Regions from separate parts of the Gossypium hirsutum genome. Here regions 1 and 2 are each linked to region 3. A link is a contact called in public Hi-C data. All regions are on one chromosome and are shown on one strand. The core of a region is the stretch at or near the end of the contact, and the rest is flanking DNA. Distances in the headings are between cores, read along the strand shown.

Region 1 (3,378 bases), core at 546-3,045, 220 kb after region 3:
TCTCCACGAATTTACATCAAGCAATAGGCCAGACTTAAGTTACATAAGGCTATATTAAAGAACTTGCCCATCTGCAGGTGCACTATAAAGTTATAGGGATAGGCAAAGCAGTGACCACACAGAATACCTACAGTAGTTCAGCCCATCAACAAGAATAAAAGATATCGTAAGTTACCTGGAAGCTTTTGGACACCAAGCCTTTCGCAGAACTCATCACAGAAATGGTTACAATTTTTGGATAACAAGTCATAGGAACTTCCAGGCCACTCTCTACTAAGTTCCTGCAAGATCTGGTTTACGTTCAATTTTGAAGAGTTAGTTATTCCAAGGACCATGGACTCGCGATATGTATACATTGGATTTTTGCCAGAAGGACAACTGAACACCCCCGACCCTTGCTCACAGAAGCCAAAAGACCATTCCTCTTCTCCATAAACCTGTCAACATGGCATGTTAAGTTATTAAGTTTGACAAGAAAAAGGCATCAATAACAGATTCATTAAAGAGAGTCATGAGATGCTGACATTAGTATACCATACCTCAGATCCCAAAATTTGACCGCATAGATACTGTCTCAAAATGTTCTCTTTGGAGAACTAAAAGTTTCATATGATATCCATTAAAAAAAAATTAGATAGATACACAGGTATCTGAAGCAATGAGTTATTGGTTCGGTATCAACAAAATTAGTCTATAAAAAGCAACAATGAAAATGTAAAAGATGAGCCAAGAGATTAATGACAAAATGAATCTAAATTTGTAAAGCGGTGTGAAGTAACCATTGATGGTACCCAAACTACAATAAAAAGTGAAGTAACATCATGGCAGATTTCTATAAATTCTTTCAAAAATAAAACTGGATACAAATAATCCACAATAACTGAACAAATAGTTGCAAAATCTCTCAGAGTTCACTAGATCAATTCGATAAATTAAAATGATAAAATAGACTACCAAGATTCTCACCCTACAATAGAAACAGGGAAAACATAAACCTACAGATTAACCATAAATTCCTCGTAGCAGTCTCTTTTCAGTTCACAACCACCTTGAAAGTTGAAACAACTCCTTTTAACCAAAACAAAGATTTAAAGCTCCCATTTCCTTTAATAAATATTATCGAAACGCAGCAACAAGAACGGCACATCTTGTTTAAAATCAGGGTCAAATATTCATATAACTTACAAGTTAAAATCCAAGAAAAAGAACACCAAAAAAAAAAGTCCCATGCCAAGAACCCTAGATCTCATTCAAGCACAACAATAAAGAAAGTAATAGAAATGTAAAAGTGAAAAGAGAAACCTGAACTGCGCTGTGGAAGATGCCGCCGAGGCCTATTCCGTCCTTGAAGATCTTGTTGATTTGAACAATAGTGCTGTTGGTTTTATCCGATCCACTGTTGGTCACATCATATATGTGTAATCTCACCTCTGTCATCTTCAAACTCAAAACCCCAACAGCTCTCTGGATTCTACTACTCTCTCTATCTCTTTTTGCACTCTTAAAAGCTTCCAAGTCCAACGATTAAATTCCGTTGGATTGAGGAGTCGAACTTTGCTTTTTCGCACTCTTTCGGAATTTTGTTACGTAACAGTGAGAAGTAATTCTTTTTCCGCCTCGAAATGCTCAAATCCCGGAATCTCTTTCCAATCCTGTTTCTCAATATTAGATTTTGTTTTTTAAAATGTTTTCAAAGCTTTTAAGAATTTGGACTGAAAAAGAATAGAGGCAAGGAAGAGGATATTTTAGATGAAAATGACGGGAATTTGAAATGGCCCTTGGAAGTTGATGGAATTTACGGGAATGGGCAGATGGTTAGTTATATTTCTTTTTACAATTGTCGGGCACTGAGTTAGTGATTGATTCACAGCCCCGAGTTGGATAAGATGCCCCACCCACGTCGTCACGTTATGCAATTATTAACTCCAACGCAACACCGACATCTTTTTCTTATCGAAATTATTTTTGTGCCCTTCTCGTTTTTTAAGTATTTACATGGTTGTATATTAGAACTTTTATTAAATTAGATTATGTGACATCTGAGCCAAAAACTTAATTATAAAATATCTTCACATAAATTAATATTAAAATTGTATATATAAAAATATATATAATAATTGAATTATAAATAAAGTAGTAAATCATTCATAAATAAGTTTATTTTAGGCTCGGGTTTAATTTTAAATTATTTTATTTTAATTATTTTAATTTTAAATTGCTTTCTCTTGCCGTTTTTTTGCTTGCAATTTGGATCTGATAGTGTTCGGGTTTTTTTTATTTCTGATCAGGGGTACAAAGTCAATCATTGACTATGGAGCTTGAGATGGACAATTTGCTGATTGATGATGGGAAGAAGAAGCCTAGGAAGTGAATGTCGGGGAAGAGGAGTGTGGTCTTAATGATGGGTTCTGCCTAGTTGGGTGCTTTCTAACCACTAGTGTAGTCCAGTTTCAAGCGATGCAAAATAAGCTTGAGAATCTTTGGCATCTTTCTAAGGGAGTGGCTATTTTAGATATAACAGAGAAGCGATATCTATTTAAATTCTTTACGAAGTTGACATTGATCGATTAGTAGATGGAGCCCCTTGAACTTTCAACAATCATCTTTTGGCATTTAATTGGCTTGAGAAGGATGAGGATCCTTTGCAAGTTTTGCTATACTTTATTGATTTTTGGGTGCAGATACATGACCTCCATAATAGATTAATGTCGCAAATGATGGCAAAGCAATTTAGTAACTTTATTGGAACTTTTCTTGAGTATAATGTGAAATTGTTAAGTCGAGAATCAAATCCTTCAAGAGTATAAGGGTGCAGGTTAAGATTTGTAATCCTTTGAAGAGAAGAAAGAAGATTGCTCTTCCTAAAGGTACCCATGTTTAAGTTAGGTTTTGCTATGAAAAGCTTTTTTTATTATGATTTCTATGTGGTCATCTCAACCATGGAGAAAATTGTTATCCCTATAGGATTATGATCGGAAAGGTTATTTTTGGTTGGGACGTGTAGCTCAAGGCTAGATCTGTTCATGAGTTGGGCTACCCGTTTAGGTTCGAAGGCCTGCCCGAAATTTGGGAGGGTTTGGGCAAAAAAATTTAGGTCCATTTAAAATATGGATTGAGCTCGGGCTTGAATATTCATGGCCCGAGCCTAACCCATTTTTAAGTTTCTAATACTTTATATTATGTTATTTTTATATATTATGTAATTTATAACACATTAAAAATATAATTCTATAGTAAATATATAATACTACTCTAACGTAAACATTAAAATAATGCTAAGATGACTATATAAAAAATCTCAATAAATAAAAATATTAAATATTAAATATTAAATTAAAATAATATAAAAAATTAAAATTAATATGGGTGGGTTTAAAA
Region 2 (3,338 bases), core at 735-3,234, 240 kb before region 3:
GTGGGCAGATCAGGCAAGGCCATCAGGGCAGGCTCAAGTCCATACAATTCAGAGCTGGAAGGAAGAACTATGTAAGCAGAAAATGCAGCATATATGTTCTTTCATATGCTTCAATAAAAACAACAATCATAACCTGGAATGCCACTGTGATTAATTGTATTATTGCCTATAGATGTTGCATCAAATTCAACCCAATGGCAATGACTCCAAATTTGAGATGGTTAAAGTGTACCCCAGATTTGAAACACCACAGGTCTGCTCTCATTCACTATAAAGTTGCCACTAACTCAAGCTAAGAATTTGGGTAACCTTTAACCCGAAGGTCTCATGAATATAACTTTTCTCTAACAAGGTTAAGTCCCAAGTAAAGTCTATTCAAATTTTGTGAACAAAAAAAATAGTCGGAGAGAGCTTTCCTCGCTTTGAGGTCTTGCATTTCGATAATAAAGTCTTACAAAAACAAATCCTGACAGCTACAGTGTCAATAATGATTCAAAACAAACAAAAGCTCCAGCACAAAGTTAAAGAATGAAGAGCAGTAGGGAGTAGGGCTTCCACCATAGATGTCACTCACAGACAACACTATTACATGTAAAAGAATTCTACTCAGATTTGCTATTCTAGAGGTTCGAATCCACTGGCAACTAAAAATCTTTGAATTTCAGGCATCTAGTCTAGGAATGGAAGTTCTGTCATTTGGAATTGGCTTGTATCTACAGATGTTACTCGGACAGGTTTGTTACTTTGTGTTTTTTGCGGCAACTAAGATGGAGCTGAAGCTGAAGTATTATTTTAATTTTTGGTTGCAATCATCTGCATTTGCTGCTTTTTTTAATGTAATAAATGAATGAAAATATGCTCTTTTTATCTCTTACCTGTTCAACAAATACTTTGGCCTTGTTTTGGTATTATATGTTGCAAAGACACGTACCTCTCTATCCTTTTTAAAATATTTGTATTCAACACATAAATTAAATATACTCATACAAAATATATATCCATATTCAACTATCATACTTAGTATCATCCGATCTCCATTACTATGTAGTTTAGAATCTTCAGAGAATTGAAAATATATTCTGATTCTGGATCCTATGTGAAGTTTATTATTTCATTCAATAAATAATTTTAAAAAAAATTTAAGCCACCCTTTTTTTATTATATAATATTATGGTGATAGATGACATGATATAATTTGAACTCTTACCAAAATAGATGTCTAATCAAAACTTTAATCCTTGCTCCATACAAGTAAGTAAATCAAGACAGAACATATTATCCTCTAGTCCTATAATCCATGATTCTATATAATTCATCATTTATATTATATATTATCGTATACTCATATTAAAAAAGGTAAAAAAAAAATCAAAAAATGCATGTCCAGAACGAACCTGGACAAACGCAAGTCTAGGTTCATCTCATCAAAATTCAAAAATCTCAAAACTGAAAACCCTTTTAGATTTACTTTAAAATACACGTGTAGTTGTTAAAATAAGTTTAGAATGAATTTCCAAATTTAGATAAATTTTGGCCCCAATTATTCAAGTTCATTTTGGACATGTATCTTTAGTAAAAAAATTATATAAAATTTCAATAAATTTTTTAATTTTTTATATAGTTATATTTATTTAATAATTTTTTTTAAAAAATCACTATATAAGTCATCCACTCTTTTTTATTTTATTTAATAATGAGGTATAATAATATTATTTATCGATGATATCGATAAATAAAACTTGTGGACCACGGTGTATTAAATATTATTCCTAAGATTAATATGAAAAAGAAAAAGAAAGTATAAGAATCGAATTGAAAATATTACCAATTAATCCAGGGTAAAGGTTATTGAAGAAAGAAAACTGAACGTAACTCATTTTTATCAAACATCGTGGAGAAGCCCTAAAAAATTGGGCTATCTTAAACATGATGTGCCAGCATTTGACTACCTAAATCAAGCCCAGAACTTGGTGATGGCTGATCATGATAGTCAGGTGTCGACCCACATTGAAATGGCCGTTTCAGCCTACAATAAGATCTCCAGAATCCGGATCAAGTGAGCTCCAAAAGAAACCTTCTCTGTAATTGTTGGTATCGTAATCTCCTCGACCATCATTTTCCACATATTGCATTTTTAGACATCTTCCCATTTCAAGATAACCTTGTCCCCTCCCAATTCCATGTCTATGCTCGGAAAAATCTAAGCTCTCCTTAAACTCACTAAAATTATCTATCTCTTCAAATGACCACAATTATGGCCGTCTCAACTTCCGCATTCTTATTCACACCTTCCGTTAGCTCCAAGTCCACTACTTTCTCCTTCTCTCCTTTAGTTTCACATCGCAAATCCTTTCCTTTCCGTTTCACCACGTGGTTTCCTCAGTTGGGTCCATCTTTTTTTTCTCAATGGAGTGGTCTAAAGCATCTGGGCATTTCAATGTCACCAAAATCTCTTAAATTAGGTTTTTTTTTTTTTTTGGTCTGGGTTTCCTCTTTTTAAGATGTCTTTTTACTCTATGCAGTTCATTTATTTTGATTATTGAATTTCAGAAAAAAAAGGAAGATGTAAAGGAAAGGTGGTTCATGCATCTTTGTTTGGCGTTGGAGCTCCTGAGGCTCTGGTTATTGGGGTAGTTGCTTTGTTGGTGTTTGGTCCCAAGGGTCTGGCTGAGGTATGTTCTGCCTTTATATACTAAGGGACAAGTCATTCTCATTTGCATGTTGTTTCAATTATAAGCACCAACCTGTCACTTGCTCCTTTTATGGTTTGTAACATTTGATGATTTTCCAGGCTGTTTGTGTCTATCATATGTTTGTAATGTATGTATTTGTACAGTTCAAGTTTCTAATTTCATGCGGGTATTGGATTTAGATAGGTCCTAAGCTTTGGAAACGTAGGCTTTGTGGCAACTATTTTAAAATATTAATCTCTATTCAACGCTTCAAATATGAATTAATCAACAAGAAGCAAAAAAATTGGTAGAATTTTCTAAGGAGTGCCTGGGAAGTTGGTATGATAAATTGTTGAAACTGAAAATTATTGCTGGTTTAGTGTTGGATTTTATAGACAATACTTAGCTTTGCTTGAAACTGAAATTGATATGGTTTCTTGTCTTATATTAGAATTCAAATGTTCGTTTAAATTATAATCTTAGATGATAGAAAGAATCCTTTTTATTGAAAGCCATTCCCATGACTTAATTTTAGTAAAGAGAAGGAAAATTTTTCGCTTATTTTGAAGAAGTCTTATTTTTTATCAGTTTTTACTCATCTTTCTAGTTTCAAATTTAAAATTGTACTAACTATTCTTTAGTTTATATCTAACTATTGTACTACAT
Region 3 (3,196 bases), core at 127-2,626:
AATACTATGTATTATACCGGTCATATACTAACCCGGGAAAATATTTAATTATATTTTATAAATTTTTTTAATATAAACCATTAAAAAAAATTAATATTTTTTATTCATTGGTGCCTCTGAAATAGTTTCCGATAAAAAAAATATCCTATTTTCGTAAATAAATTTTCTCACATCCCATTTCAGTATATAAAAATTTTTTTAACCCATTTTAATAAAAAACCCGCTTTCCTTACTTGTTCCTGCCCCTTGCCTTTTTTCTTAAACAGTTGGTAACTGTCCTGTCAGGTGATGAAATACCCAACAAAGATCATTAGAATTTCACTCAATTGAAATTCACGTCCGACGATCATATCCTTCGCGTGGATTCACATTTCACTTTTATTTTGGGTAAACTCCCCAGTTGGTCACCAAACTTTTAAGCCACTTTCATTTTAACCATCCAAAAAGAAATCCTTGCAATTTTATCACCCAATTTTTAGGCGTTTTCATTTTAGTCACTCAAGCGTTAAATCTCTAATGGTGGTTGACTATACACCAATTTATATTTACACTTTCACTTTGGTCACGACGCTTTCTTTTTAGTAAAAAAATCATTTTTAAGTATTGATTAAGGTAAAAAAATATTAAAGATTAAAGTGAAAAAACTATAGAAACTAAAATAATATATTAAAAAAACTCATATTGTATTTGTTTACTTCCTTGCTGAAAGTTCTATTTTTTTTCAATATTGAAAAATTAAATTTCAGAACATTCAAAATCAATTAAATAAATTGTTGAAAATTTTTATCCTTGATAGTGTCACCCAATTTGTTACTGTAATATTGAAATTTATCAAATTAATTAATTTAATCTCCTCCTAAAATTTTAAATTTTATTTTATGTTTTCAAATTATCCTTAACAAAATCAACTAAAAAATTCATATTTAATAATTGTCTATGAAACTTAAATTTATTTTTATTATTCTTTTCGTTATTTAATATGAGTTATTCGAGTTGATTTTGTTAAAGATAATTTAGAAGCATAAAATAAAATTTTAAAATTTAGATGGAGTTTAATTAATTAATTAATTAATTTCAATATTATGATAATAAACCGGTTGATATTATCAAGAGTGAAAAAAATTAGAATTTTCAAGAATGGGATAAACAAGTACAATTTGCCAAATTTTTAATGCATTATTTTAGTTTCTATCATTTTTTCATTTTGATACTTATTTTTTTTACTTGGATAAAGACTTTAAAAATATTTTTTTGGGCGACCAAAATAAAAGTGATTTAGAAGTTGGGTTACAAAATGAAAGTATAAATATGATGTGACATGATTTGGTGTGTACAGTGAGGTGCCATTAAGGATTTAACATTTAGGTGGCTAAAATGAAATTACCTTAAAAGTTGAGTGACAAAATTACAAGTTTTTTTTATGTGACCAAAAATGAAAACATTGTAAAAGTTGGGTAAGCACCTGGGAGGTTTACCCTCGCATTCTCCGTACCTCAATTCCCATTGCTACGTGAGTTAAATCTCGAGAAAAAACGCGTGGTATTTGTTTTCAAACAGCTCGCACTGAAGCTAATATCCGTGGTCTTCATTAAAAGCAATCACCGAACACTGTTATAAAAAAATATCAAGAACCGCCAAATCAGAAAAGCGATTAACGGCTGTGATCTGATTGCTTTGGTTCATCAAAATAAAAAAAGTATTTAACACATTAATTTAAATATAAAACCAGAAACCACCAAAACCGGACGGGTAAGAGCTGGTTGGATTTTGGAAACCCCTTCTTTCTTTTATATATATATCTTCTCCATTAATCCACACCTCCGTTGGATTCAGGAGAATCGTTTTTACGCCATAATCGAAGCTCTATCTTTCGAGTCTTCAATCATGAGTTTCTTCAAAAGCTAATTCACGTTATTCTTATTTCATTCATTTATTTTTCTTCTATGAATCCGCTCTCTGAAGAGAGAAAAGAGAGGGGAGGGAAATGACATCGGGGTTCTCCGGGGGTGGCACAGAGTTTTACGGTAGAATAGCAGGCGGATCCGTCTCTAACAGTGGCTCCATGAGCAACAACCAACCCACCGCACCGTACGGGACACATGGAATCTTCATGGACCCAACGTCTCAGATCGTGAACAGAGCCGCACCCAGTTTCGTCGGCAAGCGAACACGAGCTGACTTCAATAACCACGGCCTCAATAATCTTTATCCCCGTCCAGTTAAGCCCAAAAATTACCAGCACGCTTATCCGTTTTCTCCCTTATCGCCTATAGATTTCTCGTGCAACATGTTACCGGACGTTACCTGTAATTTCTCGCCTTCTTCTTCCATGTCGCAGCGATACGGGGTGCCGGTTTTACAGCAGCTGAGGCCGCAGCAACTTCCTCTAGGTATCAGCTCCGGAGCCACAATCCAGGCCGTGAACCCTGGTTTCTCAAGCGCTCAGTACTTGAACTTGGTGCAAGCACGGGTGGTCCAGGCGCAAGACCCGGAAAAGAAGATGATGAATCAGCTTCAAGAGCTGGAGAAACAGCTACTAGACGACGACAACGAGGAGGAAGGAGATGCCGTTTCGGTGATTACCAATAGCAACAGCGAATGGTCAGAAACTATACAAACCTTGATCAGTTCGAGCAGCCCTAACAAGCCGATTGCCACATCGCCTACTTCTTCAACTACTTCATCCTCTTCGTCCACGTCATCGGTGGCTTCTCCAGTTTCTCTTTGTCCAAAGCAGACAATAATGGAGGTTGCATCAGCTATTTCCGAGGGCAAAACTGACGTCCTAAACGAGATCCTGGCCCGATTAGCTCAACTTGCTAATGCTAAAGGGAATTCAGAGCAGAGGTTGACGGAGTGCATGTTGTTGGCTCTAAAATCGCGGCTCAACTCCGTAGAAAGCTCGCCACCGGTGACTGAGTTGTTCAGCAAGGAACACGCTGCAGCGACTCAGTTGCTCTATGATCTGTCTCCTTGTTTTAAGCTCGGGTTCATGGCTGCTAATCAGGCTATCCTCGATGCCACTTTGGACCAACCAAGCTGTAATAAGTTACATGTTATAGATTTTGATATTGGGCAAGGAGGGCAGTATACAACTCTTCTCCACGCGCTCTCTGAGCGTGGGAGAGGGAACCCTGCCATGATAAAGATCACTTGTATTGCTGATAATGGTGGGGATGAGAGGTTGAAGACGGTT

The links. Hi-C and Micro-C count contacts between places; a contact is called where the count stands out from the background.
Region 1: a Hi-C map of leaf shows a contact between it and region 3, with 2.0 times the contacts expected there. The contact joins the promoter of LOC107951282 here to the promoter of LOC107951278 in region 3. A contact is called at or near these places in 3 of 34 Hi-C or Micro-C datasets (all in leaf).
Region 2: a Hi-C map of leaf shows a contact between it and region 3, with 2.3 times the contacts expected there. The contact joins the promoter of LOC107901469 here to the promoter of LOC107951278 in region 3. A contact is called at or near these places in 2 of 34 Hi-C or Micro-C datasets (both in leaf).

Annotation. Positions count from the first base shown.
Region 1 is chrD09:19,021,997-19,025,374 of Gossypium_hirsutum_v2.1, forward strand. It overlaps LOC107951282 (deSI-like protein At4g17486), which reads right to left and starts at 1,796. Exons shown (of 4, transcript XM_016886277.2): 1 at 1,303-1,796; 2 at 176-437. The coding sequence starts at 1,437.
Region 2 is chrD09:18,562,519-18,565,856 of Gossypium_hirsutum_v2.1, forward strand. It overlaps LOC107901469 (sec-independent protein translocase protein TATB, chloroplastic), which reads left to right and starts at 1,985. Exons shown (of 6, transcript XM_016827493.2): 1 at 1,985-2,462; 2 at 2,551-2,672. The coding sequence starts at 2,243.
Region 3 is chrD09:18,806,265-18,809,460 of Gossypium_hirsutum_v2.1, forward strand. It overlaps LOC107951278 (scarecrow-like protein 8), which reads left to right and starts at 1,377. Exons shown (of 1, transcript XM_016886272.2): 1 at 1,377-3,196. The coding sequence starts at 1,985.